Regions from separate parts of the Gossypium hirsutum genome. Here region 1 is linked to region 2. The links are chromatin contacts, called in public Hi-C maps. All regions are on one chromosome and are shown on one strand. The core of a region is the stretch at or near the end of the contact, and the rest is flanking DNA. Distances in the headings are between cores, read along the strand shown.

Region 1 (5,805 bases), core at 1,141-3,640, 640 kb after region 2:
ATGATGCTATGTTGTTTCAATGAATCAAGAAAACTATCCTTACTAGAAAACACCTTTCCAACTTCCAATTCACCCGAATCCAATGATGAACTTATACGGTCATGCCTTTTGTGTAGGTAGATCTGGAAACTCTAACGCATCATCTACCGATAGATCGACCTTATACATGTGGGCTGGAGGCAAGTACGCCCTGAATCAAGGATCTTCTTCTTCTTCATCTGAACCCCCTCCACCGTCTTCAAGTTTGTTTAGAACAGGCTCCGGTTTAGAAAATAATTCAACTTCTACACTATCAGGGTCAGGCTCTTGAGGTGGATCAACATCGGGCTCATCATCCAACACACCATTATCTGCAACGTATGAGGTCTCCTCGCCGATGGACGTCATAGGGTGTACATCATCCCTTCTTGTAGACGTTTCGTAATGTCCCTAATCAGATATGAATTGCCAACTACTAGAAGTTGATGTCATTCCCCAGTACCTATTTTTACCATCAAACATCAACCTACTGAGGTGTATGTCCCATCCACTAACTGAGTGTCGTATAGAAGTTGTGTATTCCATACTGCTACCAAACACAGACGCTTCCATGTTCTGCCTACCACTGACGGAGTGTCGGGTAGAGGTCATGTATTCTTATTGAACAGCAGTAGATGTTGAAGTTGCAAATGCTTCATTTGGCAATAAAAATTGTACATATAACTTAAGATAGGGTGATCCACTAACGAGATGAGTTTGCACCATCGCCTCCAAGTTACACCACCTTTGATATCAAATGAGTCATATGTCACGAGATCAATCGAAGCACAAAATCGATACTTAATAGATGAAACTCTCATTGACTTCGTTCCAAAAATTTTACACCTAAATCTTTTACGAAATTCTGTCAAATCTATGTTATGGTTAAAAACCAGTCACATTGTGTTATTCGATAAAAAAATAACACTGTTCTTGATGTCACGGACCTCACCATCATAGTAAATAACAACACTAATACGTTCACTCATCTTCAATTTCTATTTTGCTTAGCCTCTCTAATTTTTTTTTGTTGTAACTTATGCAATTTGAGTTTGAAATTTGACTCATTTATAGCCTAAGGCCAAATAGGCATTACTGTAGAAAAGAGCGTCCACGTGGAAGCTTTTTCAGTAATTTTGCTGATAGTGCATCTTGCTTGAAGTGTTTTTGACACTATTTTGTTAGAATCGTCTTCTAAAAATTATTTTTTTAGGAACTACTATAGAAAAAGAGCGTCCATGTAGGAGCTTTTTTCAGTAATTTTGCTGATAGTGCATTCTGCTTAAAGCATTTTGACATTATTTTTTTAGAACCGTCTTCTCAATTTTTTTTAGGAACTACTGTAGAAGAACAGCGTCCACATGGAAGCTTTTTTTAGTAATTTTGTTGACAGCCCATCCTGCTTGAAGCGTTTTTGACATTATCTTTTCAGAACCGTCTTCTCAAAATTAAATTTTTTGAAACTATTGTAGAAAAAAATAAAATCATTCTTTTCAATATAATTTTTTCTTAACCCTTAACCTAAACCCTTTTACAAAAACCCTAAAAGCTAAATATAAAAATTATTTAAAAAAAAACTAAACCCTAATTTAAATAATTTTTTTAAAAACTCTAAACCCTAATTTAATTAATTTATTTAAAATCCCTAAAACCTAATTTAATTATTATTTTTTTAAAACTATAAACCATAATTTATTTCTTAAAATTCTTAAACTTTAAATAAATAAAACCCTAAATTATTTTAACAAAACACTAACCTAAGCCCACAAACCCTAGGCAATAAACATGCAAATAGCCCTAACCCTAGAAAAACAAGGGCTAAAACACATCCTTGAGGGAGCGATTTTGTCATGTTAGCAAACACATCCACGTCAGCGCGTTTTGTGCTGACATGACAAAATTGCTCCCTTAGGATGCGTTTTGCTGAATTTTCCCCCTAAAATACTCCTACGTGGGCACGTTTTAATATTTTTTGCCCATTTCAGTAAATAATGAAAAAAGTGGCATATTTACGTAAATAAAGTTGGAAATATACCTTTATTGATAAAATATTCAAGTTTTATATTAACCCAAAAAAAATCTTAAAAAAATAATTGCAATTAACTAGTTAATTTACGACCTGTCACATTAGCCAAATTTCTTTTAATTTCAGACACTCAAATTCTAAGTTAAGTAATTCAAAAATGTTTTTTTAATGTAAATTTAATATAAAATATTTTTCAAGAATAAAATGAATGAAACTTCAACATAAAACAAAAGTAAAATCGAAGCGCGGTGAGATCCAACCCGACCATGCTTAGCCGAGCATAAATACATATCATCACATGTAAATAAATAAATAAATAAAAGGGATGAAATGGTAAATTTGTATAAGAAGAAAGCAAGAGAGAAGCGGTTAGTAGTGGGTCGTCTCTCACTTGTGTTCAACGTCCCTTGCCTGCAAGCAATGTTAGACCTCTCTTTTTGAGGCTTTGACACACAGAATCTATACACAGAAACAAACCAACAACAAAAAAAAGAAAGGAATAAAAATAGCAATTCATAATAAAACAGAGTTCTCTGTTTCTGTTTCTTTCTCTTCTTCTGAAAAAAAGTTGGAGCTCATTTTTTGCAACTGTCGTTTGATTCGGCTCAAGCTTCTTCTGTTTTTTTTTCCATATGGGTTTTTTGCTTCTTTGATTGCTAGTGTTGGAGAAATAGAGGGGATTTTAGGTTGGGAAGTTTCGAAAATATGTCTTTTAAAAGCAAAACAGAGCAGTCTACTAGGAGTTTTGTTTCAAAGAAATGGACTTTTCTTCTTTGTTTGAGCTGCTTCTGTGCTGGAATTCTCTTCACCAATAGGTAATACCCTTTACATTCTTTTTTTTTGAAAGTTTAAAACTTTTGGCTTTCCCTTATTTCAATGGTGAAACCATGTTAATTTGCTTTGTTAATAGATTTTTGAGTTATGTTTCTTTTTACAATTATTTGTCCAAGCTTGTGTTCATGTTGAGTTTCAATTCTCTCTTTTTTTTCTTTTTTTTAATTATTAGTGGGTCTTATTTATTTGGTGTGCCTATTAATGCAAAATTGGATCTAACCTTTGGGATAAGGTTGGTTTCAATTGACAAGTCAATTTTCATATATTAAGCGTTCTAATTTTAATGCTTTTATCTCATTGATGTTTCATCATTTGATAAACGTTGTGCAGAAGAATTAAATAGTTGCAATAGGGAACCTTGACTATAGTTGAAATTTTTACTGCTTTTGTTTTCTTTCTTTTTTTGCACATATAAAAATTTTTGGTTCAAATTTGGATTACAGGTAAAATTTTGGGTTTTCATTATGTTAATGTGTAAAATTGGTAACAGGATGGTGGCTGTTCCTGAATCTAAAGCTATCATGCGGATAACCGCCGTAGAAGCTGAAAAATTAAAACTCATTTCTGAGGGTTGTAACCTAAAAGCTGTGAGTCTCTTTAACTTGCATTCATATAAACCTTTTGTTAAGTTTTGTAGGTTTTAAGCTGTTTGGTTTCCTTTCTTTGTATCAGAAAGGAGAAAAGCATGTATCAAAGGACATCATTGGGGAGGTTTTCAAGACTCACCATGCTATACAGTTAGTATTGCTTTTGTCTAACTATGGTTCATTTGATTTTTAAGTGACTGATCAATGAACTGGTTGTGTCATTTTTCGATGTAGGACATTGGATAAGACTATTTCCAACTTAGAGATGGAATTAGCTGCTGCAAGGGCGGCTCAAGAATCTTTACACGGTGGTTCTTCGTTATCCGAAGATGTGAGTAGAGTTGGATCATCTAGGAAGAGAAAGTATCTGATGGTTATCGGAATTAATACGGCTTTCAGCAGCAGGAAAAGAAGAGACTCAGTTCGTGCTACATGGATGCCACAAGGTGGTCGGATTGATTCTTTTTGACCCTTCCATACCCCCATTCCCTTAACACACAACTGCTCCTTTCCTGATATTCTAATGCGAATTCGGGTGCTGAATCAAATCTGTTTTGGAAAATAGGTGAAAAGAGGAAGAAATTGGAGGATGAAAAAGGCATTATCGTTCGCTTTGTTATTGGCCATAGGTGATGGTTTAATTCTCTTTCTATCGTATTGTTTTATAAGTGAACTAGTATTATATTTTTTCTTGCTGTTCTTATGCTATTAACTTAGTTGTATTCTTCATTGCCTTTGAATCCTTATGGATGATTAAGTTTAAGGAAGCTTAGAGAACCAACCTTGATGAACCACTCTAGCACTGTGTTGCCTTGCATGGTATGCCTTTTCAAGGCTACTTTTATTATTAGACTTGGTTTTTATTTCTCATGGAAATGAGACACTGGTTCGGTTCAATATTGACGACACCCGAAGATGGCTTGTTAACTTTTGCTCGAATAAGATAAAAAATTACCATTAACCAATAATCATATATTGATATTCCAGCCAAAGATGGTGACGATATTTCTTGCTTTTTATAGCCGTTCCGCTGTCATGAAATACTGTCTGCAAATAGTTTGGGACCTACATATCCTGTTATGCCCATTATTCTTTTCTTACGATCTCCTTGGCACACACTCTAAATGGTGCTATAAGCAATTAAATTGAATAATTTTTCATATACAGTGCTACATCGGGTGGTATTTTGGACCGAGCAATTGAAGCAGAGGATAAGAAGCATGGAGACTTCTTGAGGCTGGTAGGTTGTTATGGCAACTATTGATCTTTTATTGTTTAGGCTATGCTGCTAAAAATATGCTAGCCTATTTAAGAACATTCCATTACTATTTGCTTTTGAGAAAATAATGGACCAAGAAATATGTTGTTTCGATTGCAAGCAGGACCATGTTGAAGGTTACCTTGAATTGTCTGCAAAGACCAAGATATATTTTGCTACTGCTGTTGCTTTGTGGGATGCAGATTTTTATGTTAAAGTCGATGACGATGTCCATGTAAATATAGGTAAGTTCTGTTTATTTTATATGCTTCTTGTGAGAATTATAGTACCTCATTGCACTTAACAGTAATTAGGTACATATACTTTTAATTCTTGTTATTTTATGTTCTAATCTCCCATAAAATTACCGCAGCAACACTTGGAGAAACTCTAGTTAGACACCGAAAGAAGCCTCGTGTATATATCGGATGCATGAAATCTGGTCCCGTCCTCTCTCAAAAGTGAGCTACATATTCCTTTCTTCTTCTACAAAAGATTTTTGTGGAAGTGTACCAGTTTCTTAATTGTTATATCATTGAACAGAGGAGTTAGATACCATGAACCCGAGCACTGGAAATTCGGCGAGACAGGAAACAAATATTTCCGGCATGCTACTGGACAGTTGTATGCCATTTCAAAAGATTTGGCCTCATATATATCAATAAACCGGTAAGATCCAAGACCTCTCTGTTTAAAATTTTACGATGAAGCCTGTGCATGAATCCGAGGACCTGCTTCTCATTGTTATCAATTTTTGTACTAATGATGATTACATACATGCATGATTATGTCAGACACGTTCTACATAAGTATGCTAATGAGGATGTTTCACTGGGATCTTGGTTTATTGGACTTGATGTGGAACATATTGATGATCGGAGATTATGTTGTGGCACGCCACCTGGTAAAGTCTTAAAACACTCGAATTTGAGGAGAATTATGATTATATTAGATTGAAAGATTAAGGTAGACCGCTTGTGGCAAGTCATTGTTCATACTTGTTTAATTTGCATGGAAGATGATGATGTAAAATCTAACACGAACTATAATTATGGTTGGTAAGATTACTGGTTCACATGTCA
Region 2 (5,717 bases), core at 23-2,522:
GTTTTAGAACAACTTTAGTTTTTGTTTAATATTCTTAGCAGTAAAATTTTTGAAGGAATATCATGACTCAAAGGGACGTTTTGCCAGATATGGAAATCACACCACATAGAAAGCATAAGATCAAGAGAGATATGGCATCTATCTGAGCTCACTGAAGGATTAAAAAGCTTAGCAATTTCATTATGATCAAGCTAGAATATAATCGAAGGAAAGCTAGAAACAAATTCATGTTAACCTAGAACAGAGAGCATAAGGAGGAAGATATACAGTAAAACTGAATTAGACATCATAACTTTTCCCACCATCCAAAATATTCACTAAAATTGTGATTACAAAAAAAAAAAAAAAACTGCTAAAATTAACCGTGTATTATAACAGTTTTAAGAAGCAAAAAAGGAAGAATGAAGGAACAGAATTCAAGTTACCTTCAATAGAACCCAAGAAGGCATTGCAATTAGCATCAGCCTCAATCAAATTAAGACGGGTTTCATTCAGAATAGTGGGAGTAGCATTGATATCAGAGATTGCAGCTTCCATTGCTGCCTTTGCAACTCTACCAATAACAGAATCAAAAGTGAAAACAGCACCAACATTTACAACACCAGGCTTCTGACAACTCACAAGACAATTAAGGGACACCCATATCATCAAACAAAAAAACCAAGAAAACCCAAGATTTTTCATTGTTGAAAGCTATCAGAACCAACAACTTGAATGAAAATGAGCCTCTCTCCCCCTTTTTTTGCCCTTAATCTGTTTAAAGAGTTAGCCTTTGTCTACAGTCAGGAATTCATGGGGTTAAGAAATCTTAATAACAGAAAGCCAAGCATGATTTTTTTACTAATACCTAGATTATAAAATCAATAAGAAAACTCAACCTCAACCTGAAAAATAAAATTTAAACTTAAATAATAATTAAGAAAAAAAACTTGGGAGTCTGGAAGGGAAGAGTCAAGAGCGTTAAAGCTACCATACTATTTGCCTACACCTATTAGCTAAAATGGTACTAAAGTTCATGGCTGCAAAGTAGTAAATTGGAAGTAAGAAAAATGTGATTTAGACATGGAATTTGGAACTTGTGGAAGTCATGTTTAAAACAAACAGTGAAGTAGGGCATCTGGTAATTGAACTTCTTAGAGGCATATCGAGCAAAACAGAATACTATACTTTTCTTTGAATAATTGATAGACAATAAATTCAATGAATGAACTGCTAATTTTATTTGGCTCAGAAAAAGAAATTAAGACTTTATTTAGGAAAGAGATAGATTTATCATTTATTACTACTACTTGCATTGCATGCACTAGTGTACATTATTTTTTAATGAAAGAATAAGAAAGTTTCGTTTCTACGTGCACAAAGGTGCGTGATTCACACGCTTGGAATCATAGAATCTTATTCTAATTTTTTTTTGTTTTAATTTTTCATAAATAATTTTTTAAATCCCACCTATCAGCTTAAAAAATATTTTGCTCTAACTACTAAAAGTATTTTTTTTAAATGAGGATCCAATTGAAAAGGGTAAGTATAATTATTCTTTTCGCTTTATTTTGATGAACTAATTATTAATTTTTTTATTTAATAATTTAATTTTATAAAATTAAATTTTTTAATTACTTTCTTTACAAGTCAAAAAATTGATATAAAATTTCATATTATCCATATAATAAATTTATTAAAATAACAACAATAAATTCTATCAAGTTTCACTCTCCACAATACGCACACATCTTCAATTCACCCTCACCGACCACTGGCGCCACCGGCGGTCTCCTTTCTACTTATTCTTTCACTTCCTCTATTTTTTTTTTCTCTCCTCTTCTTTTCTTTCCTTTTTTCTTTTTTCAAAAAACCCTAGTTGTTGTCCACTATTGCGTTGTCAGAGCTGCCAATTGTTGCTACTTCTTGGATGGTTGCACCATTGTTCAGGTCGTCTTTTCCCACCACTAACATTTCTAGGCCTCCTTTTCCTCCCCTTGTCAGCATGTGAGATGGCCAAGAGATGAACCCAAACCACCTAAACCGAACCAAGCCAAATTGAGTTCTTGTTTCTTTTTTGTTGTTGTTGTTGATGATGTTTATTATTATTATTTTATCTTGATGGTTCATGGTTTATTGAGTGTTTTTATGAGCATCGAGTATTAGGGGTGTTGTGGATATTGAGATTTCAAAGTATTTTGGAGTTGATTTTGAGTCAGGTGAGAGGTTAGAAAGGTAGATGATGAATGATGGGTGAGGGTTGTTGCATGGTGGCAATAGTGCATAGGAGTTGAGGGAAAATGCATAGATAAGATTTCTATTTTAAAATTTAATAAAATCATGTAAATTCTAGCCATTACAAACTCTATCCATCCATTCTTATTCACATTATTCAATACACTTTCATATACCTTGTTTATTTGGTAATGGATTTTTTTTCAAATAAATGAATAATTTCATTTTATATTTGTTTATAAAAACAGAATTAATAGATAAGATTTTATTTTACATTTAATAAAATTGTGTAGCATATTGTACCTATTATTAACTTTATTGACACATTCTAATTCGCAATTGTGTTAAGGTTTCTATATTATTCTTTATTGTTGTTAAAAAAAATGACCAAAATAATTATTTAGCCATTAAACCCTTGACAACTTAATAAATGGTTGATTGGACTAGAAAAAAGGAGAAATTATTCTTTCAGTTCCCTTATAAATTACAAAATTTTAAGTTAATCCATTAAATCTCCATAAAAAACTATATTAACTAACATCAAAAAATGCATGATCCAACCTCTGATATGCTTCCACTACTGTCTTCCCCCATTATCTCCTTTGTTTCTTCCTCTTATCTCGTCATAGTTTATGAAAAGATGATAACTCTTCACACAAAAATATATGTATTAAGTGTATTTTTTTTAAAATTCAAAGTCTTTTGTTAACCCAAACATTGAAACTATACAATAATTACATTCCACTTAAATCAAACTAAAAAAAGAAAAGAACAATAATATACACAACTTTGAGAGGTTAGTGTATCCTTTTAACCTTGGATGAAACTAACATTACTTCAAAACCAATCATCTAAACAGTACAAATACGAAGCTGTAGTAGTAAAGAACACTTTACTAATTGACATATAGGCTGCAGTATCTTCAGCAACCGCAATTGTAAGTAATGACGACTTCGTGACTTACCATTTTTTATAAAAGTAGGAAGTTATGGGAGAGACGAGTAACAATGAGCAAAAAAACCTGCATCTGAATAATTAATAAAAATAAATGTTTAGTTTTAGTTTTATTAGTAGCCCCAACTCCATTTTTGTCTTTTTGTTGACTTTGCAAGAAAAGGTTGCACCCCAAACAACTGTAAGATTTGCACACGTGGCATTTATCCATAACATCTCTCGGCTGTAATACCATAGAAGTAGAAGAAAACTCTCGGCCATGGTCAAGGTACCGAAATCCAATCCAAAGTCAACAACGACATCAATAGTGAATGAAGAGGAATGTACTAAACCAATGATGATGTGTTTTTTAGGACAAAAGCCATGACAAAGTTTTTTTGTTTGGGTGAAAGACGAAGGAGTGGAGATGGTGGCCACGTCAGAAATAAGCATAAAAAAATTAAAACTTCTTGAGTATAGCAACGGTGTTAATTTTAAATGGACTAAAAGAATAATTTTTCCTTTATTTAGGCCCAATCAACAATCGGTTAAGGCTTTCATAGCTGAGTAGTCATTTTTGTCAATTTTTCTAATGAAAGTGACTAAATTAACAAAAATAAATTAAAATGGCCAAAATAGAAATGAGACCATTTTAGAGTGACCTCCAATGTAGTTTACCTTATTAAAATGTATTATTAATAAATTTGTAAATAATTTTAAAAATCATTAAAAATAAATCTAATCATTATATTTTTTAACAAGATATATTTTTTTGTATAATCCCTAGAACCATTATGTCTTTTTATACTAACAACAACACTGATATTAATCAAATTAAAATTCAAATAGCAAAAAATACTATTAAATATAAATATATTAATTTTAATTTATACAATTTTTGGTAATCTTAACATTGAAATAGATGGCGAAACTTAAACCTTACATTTCTCTGATTTTTATATAAAATAATCACTCCTTAACAAATTTTTTAATTCAATATATTAAAATTTAAATCGACAACATTTTTCAAATTAAATTATTAAAATCAAGAAAAATTTAATAATGGATAACTTTAACTGGAAAGGTCTTCCTTTTCACTATTCTTTTGAATTTTGTTGCTTAATATTAAAGTGAAGTTTTATTCCTCTTAACTTTAGCATCCAATTAGGTTGATTCTTTGTGTGCATCCAATTTACTTTGCTTTTGTTTTTGTACAAAAAGATTTCTTTTCATCTAAATTAATTAGATGCAATCCTTCACTCATAAGAAGACTTGATTCGGATCTATCAAAGTAAATACGGTTTTTACATGGCTAGAAGCCTAATTTAAAAACAAATGCAAGCAAAATGGCGACTGCATGGATGGAACTTGTAAGATTGTTGCAGTGCGCTTAGATTATAATTTATCACTACGAAGAGTAATCTGTTCAGGCTTGGAGATCTTTTCAAAAAGTAAGAGAATTTAAGTAAAAATGTAAACTCAAAAATTTAGTTTAGACAAAAAAATAAGACCCGTTTTTTAAATGGGTTGACATCAGGTAAGATTTTTTTAGCTCGTACGCGACCCGAATTTGTCTACATTTTTTTGCTGTTGTTTATTGCCAATTTGATATTATATTCATACTATTTTGTTCTTATTGTTTGGATATTGTATAACTCTTGTTTTATTATTGATTTTGCTACTATTTTAGAGGTATTTTCTTGCTAAGTTGTAACTATCTTAGTGTTATTTAAGTATAAAGATTTTCTTTTAATGTATTTCTAATTTGTTGGGAAACATTTATTTTAATGTTTTTAGTGTGATATATTTTATTTTTAAAATTTATTTTTATATACAAAATAATATAAAAAATTTTAATACGACCGAGTTGGATCGGGTTGAGTTTGGGTTTAGTATCTTTTATTTAGGTTGGGTTTGGGCAAAATTTTAGGCTCATTTTCAGGTTGAGCTTGAGCCTAGAAAAGGGGCCTAAAATTTTGCATTGGTTCGGCTTGGCACACGATCAAGTCTAGGTTAGAGTAAGGAGAAGTAAGAGAATCGGGTTTTAGAATTAAGCTTTCTTTGGATCACCGATGAGATTATTTCTAGTGAGGTTAAAAAAGTGACAATAAAATGGTGAAAATGTGTTTGGATTCAATTGCACCGATGACAGTGAGATGAATTATAATGAAAAAAGAAAATGTTCATTAAAGATATAAAAATAATATTTGTATTTAATGGAATTTATAACATATTTTAAATTTTAATAAAAAATTAAAAATATTTGAATTACTAAAAATAGGTACATTATTCATATATTTATTTAAATATTTTAATTAATTAATATATAATTACATAAATTTATTTATTCTATTAAACAAAAAAAATTGAAAACTTTACTTAAAATATTAAAAATTAAAATAATAAAAAATTGTAAAAAATAAAATACATATTGAATTTGATAATAAGATAATCTATTAAATTAATAAAGTTATTTTAGATTTTTAAATAAAAAAATGTAAACATTTACACTATGTTTGGTTCACTGGAATGGAATTGAACTGTAATGTAATAAAGCTGTAATAAAATAG

The links. Hi-C and Micro-C count contacts between places; a contact is called where the count stands out from the background.
Region 1: a contact with region 2 is called in a Hi-C map of leaf, with 4 times the contacts expected there. The contact joins the promoter of LOC107916640 here to the promoter of LOC107893860 in region 2. A contact is called at or near these places in 3 of 34 Hi-C or Micro-C datasets (all in leaf).

What each region holds. Positions count from the first base shown.
Region 1 is chrA13:55,860,307-55,866,111 of Gossypium_hirsutum_v2.1, forward strand. LOC107916640 (probable beta-1,3-galactosyltransferase 2) reads left to right here and starts at 2,391. Exons shown (of 11, transcript XM_016845955.2): 1 at 2,391-2,859; 2 at 3,369-3,465; 3 at 3,551-3,615; 4 at 3,700-3,911; 5 at 4,031-4,094; 6 at 4,633-4,705; 7 at 4,848-4,968; 8 at 5,097-5,184; 9 at 5,267-5,392; 10 at 5,518-5,627. The coding sequence starts at 2,750.
Region 2 is chrA13:55,222,259-55,227,975 of Gossypium_hirsutum_v2.1, forward strand. It overlaps LOC107893860 (glutamate receptor 3.7), which reads right to left and starts at 1,273. Exons shown (of 6, transcript XM_016818998.2): 1 at 426-1,273. The coding sequence starts at 684.